2 separate regions of the Gasterosteus aculeatus genome follow, and region 2 is linked to region 1. A link is a contact called in public Hi-C data. All regions are on one chromosome and are shown on one strand. The core of a region is the stretch at or near the end of the contact, and the rest is flanking DNA. Distances in the headings are between cores, read along the strand shown.

Region 1 (3,633 bases), core at 474-2,973:
GCTGCTCCCCTTATTACTCTAATTGCTTCCAACTGCTGCAGGAGGCTTTGATGAAGGGCACCGTGCACGCTGGAAGCACCTGTTGTTGCACGGGGCAGCACAGGTGGGCCTCGGAGGTGGCCGCTCGGAGGTGTTGCGACAGCTTGAAATCACACAACTGGAACAAACATACAGGGTGAACATTTTTTATGTTACCTAGCATTCCAACAATGAAGACATTGCAAATTACACGGACGAAATTCAACATTTTGGGCATTGAAAGTGTAGGATTTGAGCAGGAACACGCGGGCAACGCTCTGGCTCCATCTTGTGGCGTCGCGTGTGCTAGAAGTCCAGCAGCTGCATTGGAAGACGGAAGAAAAGGCGAGTGAGTAGTAGAAGCGTTTTGTGCATTGATGACGTCCTGTGTGAAAGTAGTTCTTTATGTTTCACCTGCTTTTTTTAATTTAACAAGCGAACTACAAGCATTTTCAGCTTCAACTAAAGGCTTAAATGCCCTAAATCTCTCTTATACATCAACAATATAAACTACAACATTAGAATAACAGGTGCAGCGATCAAAGAAAACCATAGCAGCCTCATAATCACAATTGGATGGATTTTGAATAATAATAAATAATAAATCCCCAACGATGGCGAGCTACCCACCAGCTGAGGCAGGATTTTTTCAAAGTGCTCGATGTCCACCTGGTCGCAGTCCTCAGACTCGGCTTGTTTTTGTGATCTCACGGCAGCCTCTGGAAATGAGAAAACACACCGGAGGGTTTTTTATTCATAACGCGATCTGTGTGCGACTGCACAGAAGGGGACGACTAGACTCACCTTGGACAAATATCTTCAGCATCTCTGTCATGAGCAGCACAGCATCACCACTTACTGCAACAGAAGGAGACGCGTTCAGCCAAGAGAAACAGTTTGGAGAGGTTGAGATGTTACCTATTGAGACAATGTTCATTTGACCCACGTCTGGTTTTGTCCTCCTTGAAGAAACTGGACAAGAGTTTGCTTACGGTTTCCTGTAAATGAGCAGAATGCAGAACGTCACCGTAACATATAAATATGTGAAAGACATTCAGGAATGAATTCTTCCCGCAGAGATGATGTTTATCAATGAGGCATAAATAATAAAGCTAAAGTGAAAAAAGTAAACCGGCAGGTTTTTCTGTGAGGACAACAAACTGGAAAGCCAAGAGAAAAAGGAAGGAAAAGTTTAAAAACATCACTGCGTTTATTTTGAAATGTCGCGCTATCCACGACTTCCTCAAACCAAACTGCCTTCGGAAAAGACCATAATTTAATGTGTGAACGTACCTGACGTTAGTGTTATCCCGCAATAACGAACACGGAGCTCTTTTATTGTTGCTATTGTGAAGCACATTTCCATTCGGCACACATATACTGTCTATTAGTCTGCTGAGTAATATCTAAAGTTAACGTTAGGTCCGAAGTTGAATCGCCCGACGGACTGATTCATGTGCAAACAGCCTCGACGTGAATACTTCGCGTAAACAACAACAACATTTTAGCCTCTTCATATTCGTCTTTATTGAACAACGGGGGAAACCGAGTACGTGTAAACAAATCTAAAAAAAGCAGCGATGTCCTTCTACCTTTTTGAATCCAATCTCTGCGTCTTTCTCCGACATGTTTGTGAACGCCGCGAGAGGAACTTGGCGCTCTGCGTCGCGATTGGTCGTTGATCTCTGACGTCATTCGAAACGCCCTCCATCGACGAAAAACAATGATAAAATGAAGCCTCTTGTCTTTATTTATTTCATTATATGATCGTTTTACAACTTTAGACAATTATTTTTACACTGTTTTCTTAGGTATTTTCTTTGATATATTTTCATTTTGACATTAAATTCACCAGTTTGTAAATACCTAAAATTGTAGTTTTTATATGGCTGTTAATATTTTCAATAGTCCTAACATTAAATAGTTAATATTGGTGTCAGAGGAATCCATCCATCCATCCATTGTCAAACCGCTTATCCTGCACACAGGGTCGCGGGGGGGCTGGAGTCCATCCCAGCCATCTTCGGGCGATAGACAGGGTACATCCTGGATTGGTCGCCAGCCAATCGCAGGGCTACACAGAGACACACAACCATTCACACTCACATTCACACATCTACGGGCAATTTAGAGTCCCCAATTAACCTGATCCCCAGAGCATGTCTTTGGACTGTGGGAGGAAGCCGGAGAACCCGGAGAGAACCCACGCAGACACGGGGAGAACATGCAGACTCCACACAGAAAGGCCACTGGGCGGAATCGAACCCAGGACCTTCTTGCTGTGAGGCGACAGTGCGAACCACCACGCCACCGTGCCGCCCGTGTCAGAGGAAGAAAAGAGCAAAATGAGGTTGTCAACCTACCTTTTTGAATCCAGTTTCTGAGTCCAACAGTGGATAAAAGGGAAAAAACAATCTTAATCTAAAACTAAATCCCCCATTTCCTTGACAAACATTACAAAACACATATAAAATGATAAAACTTTATTCATGAAAAAACACAGATTATAACAAAAAGAGAATACTTTGTATTACAGCAATTCACAATTTGGCCAAATAAATAAAATAACATTTTGGTTTCTTATTACATTACATTAGGTATTTTATTGCAGCTCCACTATTTTTTATGAGCCATATTAGTTTACAGTCCCTAAATTCTTTGAACATACATTTATGATTTCAAGCTTATAAAAGTCACAGAGTATTTGCTTATTCCTCCTCCTCCTCCTCCTCATCGTCCAACCACTGAGGATCTTCCAGTAAGTAGCCCAAGCCCACCGAACGCTTTGATCGAGATCCGGGAAGGGCTTGCTGGGAGTTCTCCTCATCTGAATCCTCCTCTGTCTGAAACACAGATCTTTTCCGTCAGTCAATGGAAACAGAGACCACAAATGCACACTTAAAATCAAATACTGCTAATCAACATTTCTTTCAAGTTGCAAAAGATATATACCTTTGGACTAACAACTCGTTTCACTTCCACTTCGCCTCCAATGTCGTGGGGACCGGCCCACTCCGCTTGGTCAGCTTCATCCTCCGAAGAAAACCTCACATAGGCCATTGCTTCATTTTCCTCTGATTGGATCTTCAGAATCTGGGATCCAAGTCAACATATAAGGAATTTGCATAATTCAATTAAAAAATATATATCTTCATAGTTTATTCAAGAACGTATTCAACAAAAAGCATAACTTGTGTCAGTGTTTACCTTACACCTTGTGACAACTCCCCATTCCTTAAAGTAAGCTTGCACATATCCTGCATTGATGAAGTGGTTCAGGCCTTTTATGATCAACCCATGGTGCTGTTAAATGAGAGAAAATGATGCCATAAAATTTTCCTTAGGTCTAAAAGTGATGACAGTATAAAAATGAGAAAAATTGTTTACCAGTTCATAGTCTTTGGCAAAAGCAGCCATGTGTTTCTTTGGAAGACTGATAAAGACACTTTTCTTTTTTGAATTCACTTCCATAATAACTGGAGGGAAGATACGATTTGCAATCTGGAAGGTAATAAAGTGATTACAAAAGAAGGAAAAAATTACAATTATGAAATAGAAAAAAACAACGATTTGAATTTAAGTTCAAATTATTTAGAAATAAGTATATTCATAATT
Region 2 (3,485 bases), core at 699-3,198, 38 kb before region 1:
AGAAAGTGATCTCTATTATGAAATATAAGAAGGGAGTTACATTAGTGAACACTTGAATGAACCTATACAAATACTCAAAAGAAATATACAATACACATCATTTGTCTCCCTTTAAATGTTCATTGCATTGATCTGAGGATCGCTGAGCTACTGACCTAACATGAGTGTCTGGGGTTTGAACAGCCTTCTTGAGATGAAGTGGCCTGTGAGAAAGAGGTAAAGACTAGACGTAATGGCCCTGTGGTGAATGTATAGCTACTAATTAACCTGCAGCTTGAGCAGCCATCTGAACCGGCCATTTCAAACTAAATATTTCCCTCAGATTGCAATGCTAACACGTGTGAGTTACCGTAATAATTTATCTTTACCCACAAAAATTGCCACAGTAATATATATTTTTTGAGCATTGTCTGTCTTTATATGCTTTTTCTGGCTACTTACAACATTTGATATTTGTCTGTCTTTAATTTGAGAAGCCTAAAATGTTCTGCTAATTTCTTGGGTTTATTGTTTTTTTTCTTTTAAATGTCATTATTACTTAAAGTTGCTGTCCTCGTTACTCTCTGGCCAATAAAAAAACATCCATGGGTGTTAGTGTCTTGCTATTGTTCTTGCCATTATTTTTTAAGTAAATACAAAATTTCATTAATGATCCAGTGCTTTTCTCATCTTATTGTATTTGTTATCTCTTACTGCTTCGTTAAAGATTTTCATGAGATGAGAAACTATAAAACCGTTATTTTTTTAAATTAGACCTTCTATAATCTATAGTGATTACTTAAGAAAGAGCATCCTTTCCTTTTTTAAAAACAATGACTAAATATAATCTATGGAAGGATGAAAAGAACATTTAAATGAATTAAACAACAGTGAGCATCCTTAAAACTGGATTATATTTGTGGTATTTTTTTTCTTTTACAAAGCAAAAGATAATTTAAATGGAGTAGCAGAGAGTTGTGCCGTGTCATGGTGACGTGATGGGATAAATAGAAAAGCCCCTGTGTTTGACCAAGGGCCCAGACTAGTGTACAGAAGAGCTCATAGGGGAGATGACTATAGGTAGAACGGGTTGTGAAGGTGGAGGTATCAGCATCTTGGAGATGCTGGGTGTGTGTGTGTGTGTGTGTGTGTGTGTGTATGCGTGTCTCTTTAGCTGCCGCTGCTGAGCATGCCCAGTAGCTTGCTGGGGTCCATGCCCTGCTGCTGGGCCATCTTCTGCACATCGAAGCCCATGTGCATGAGGAACTGAATGACGTTCATCTCTTGTCCGGTGAACTGGTCTCTGATGGTGGGGCAGGTGGGGTTGCAGTGGGGCCACGGGCAGCTGTCAATCAGGTGTACGGGGCAACCTTTGGGTGGAGCCTTGTTGTTCCTGTTGTCGTTGAGGCTGCGGTCCCAGCAGTGCAAGGCTCGGGGCAAGGAGGTGCCTTTGACCTGCACGTCAATCCAGTAACTAGAACGCAACACAAGAGGGCGCTGTCAGCTCAGCCACAAAGTTTAGTGTCCCCTGCTAATGGAACACCGGGAAGACGGAGATCTGGAAATTTAAATGTACTCACTTTCTGGTGATAACTTCATGTGATAGACATGCTGGAGCAAACATGGCCCTGCAAATGGATAAAACGACAATGCGTAAACCAAAGGGAATCCTCGCAAACATCCAGTTTAAATTCTCCTCCTGAAAGAGCCATGGGACTTACGGGACATCTTTTAGTGTGTTTCTCAGCTCAATGCCCAGGTTTTGGATGTAGCGCCACTGGCTTTCCTGTACAGGCTGGCCGGTCAGCTGGATGTTGTCCACTGTCAACTGAGCCTCGTCAAACAGCCACTGGACAACAAACACAGGGCCTGCGCAGGGAGAATGCACACAGATTCATGTAAGATTATTGTGCATCTATACATATAGTACAGTAATATGTACTCCGTGCCAAGTATTATTCAGGTATGTTGGGCTTGCATGGACGATAGGTGCATGTTTCATGTTAGAGAATGAGACCCCAAGCTCACTTTTTATTGATGGGAAGACTCTATATCCAAAGAAACAGTTCCACTCCTCTCCTTCATGGGTTTGTCTGCACCTCTCTGGCACCACTCCTCCCCAGTACCTGACGGGACAGGTGAGAAGATACACGGTGTTGAGGTTAGTAACCTGATGATCTCATCACCATACTGAAATAAGTCCACCTCATAAAATCCTTTTATGATAACGTTTGCTGGATCGCGTACTTGATGCCTCTCTTGATGGTCTCGGTTGGGGGGCAGCTGACAGCGTCCACACAGTCCGTGCAGTGGTACTGCTTGTTATCCAGGAACCAGCCGGAATCAGACAGGCCTCGCACTTGTATCCCGGTGTGTCCCAGCCCATCCAGCAGCTCCGCCACATGGTCCACGTTGAGAAGCACCCCAGTGCCACCCGCACTGCTCGCATTAATAACAACATATTCTTAACAAACACTTCAGGAAACTAACTAAATGTCAAGGATTTTGAATTTGAAATTCCATGCAAAATGTCCACACAAGAACATACCTGCTTCCTGCGAGTAGAAGAACTTTTGCGTTGTTCAGACCTTTGTTCAGCAGGTCCTTCACAACCTCCTGAATGATCAGTGAGCCCATGAATGCATATCCACCTACGCACAATACAGAGAGTACAACTGTAACATAGCTTCTTTGTGTTTTAAGAAGAGTTCCACGTTAGGGTTGTTTTGGTGATTCAATGATGTCTCACTCTGCTCTGTTTTGGCTGTTGCGCCGCTCCAAACGTCGCTGGAGCAGTACGGGATGAACCTGCACCACAAAAATACAGTTAATGTTCCCAGCTCAGATAAAAACTTGAGCTTCAAAAAACACGGAAACATTAGTCAACTTACACCATGTTGGCGTTCCACCAGTGAGGGTTTTCCTCGGGCAGCGGAGACAGGATCCCTGTGCCTGCATAGACAGAGCAGCATGTATCATTAGTCATCGTGGCACTCCCAGACACATCCTCTTCCTCCTCATCATCATTGGATTACAGTTATTACTATGCGATGAAAGAGGGAAGCGTCTCGGTTCCTACAGCAGCGGGCGCCAGGTAGCTCTGCACCGCAGCTACATTATGACAGGGCGACGGATGCATCCGGCGCTTTTAAGTACTCAGACATTAGGATTTTTTTTTTAGCATGTTTTGGAGTCAGGATTCGCTTCGGGTGACAGTGAAGGACATACAATGGCTGAAGCTGACCTGTTTTAGTTTGGGGCCACGTGGACGAGCTCATCAGTCTCCTCATGGTCTCGTATCGGCTGTCACAGTTCTCCTTGTTGAAGCAGTACCAGCCGCCTGCAGATAGATACCAAAAAAAGAAGACATGTCTAGAATTGTACATCCTTCCCAGTTCGATCATCATAAAGAAAAACACAATGACATGATGTTATTTTATTTGAATACTAACCCTCTAAGAATATCAGCCAGCGTCTGCTGCCTCGAGATTCTTTCAGGTAGTACC

What was found. A called contact is a pair of places that touch in the nucleus more often than the background predicts.
Region 2: a Hi-C map of liver shows a contact between it and region 1, with 7 times the contacts expected there. The contact joins the enhancer-like site here to the promoter of cenpx in region 1. A contact is called at or near these places in 3 of 6 Hi-C or Micro-C datasets (liver and skeletal muscle).

What each region holds. Positions count from the first base shown.
Region 1 is chr11:10,758,649-10,762,281 of fGasAcu3.hap1.1, reverse strand. It overlaps cenpx (centromere protein X), which reads right to left and starts at 1,723. Exons shown (of 5, transcript XM_040190658.2): 1 at 1,611-1,723; 2 at 965-1,016; 3 at 823-876; 4 at 649-737; 5 at 172-339. The coding sequence starts at 1,646. The coding sequence ends at 325. LOC120827614 reads right to left here. Exons shown (of 5, transcript XM_040190657.2): 2 at 3,406-3,519; 3 at 3,226-3,321; 4 at 2,971-3,111; 5 at 2,487-2,861. The coding sequence starts at 3,489. The coding sequence ends at 2,727.
Region 2 is chr11:10,797,329-10,800,813 of fGasAcu3.hap1.1, reverse strand. It overlaps notum1a (notum, palmitoleoyl-protein carboxylesterase a), which reads right to left. Exons shown (of 11, transcript XM_078083751.1): 2 at 3,432-3,484; 3 at 3,224-3,319; 4 at 2,871-2,931; 5 at 2,729-2,787; 6 at 2,528-2,630; 7 at 2,227-2,418; 8 at 2,008-2,105; 9 at 1,701-1,848; 10 at 1,560-1,607; 11 at 1-1,453. The coding sequence ends at 1,150. It overlaps LOC120827616 (a long non-coding RNA gene), which reads left to right. Exons shown (of 6, transcript XR_013451316.1): 6 at 1-605. Among protein-coding and RNA genes, the nearest start is that of myadml2, 4.0 kb to the left of the region's middle. Within about 2 kb of position 1,948, at least 2 of the 9 cell types and tissues checked have open chromatin away from gene starts, as enhancers often do.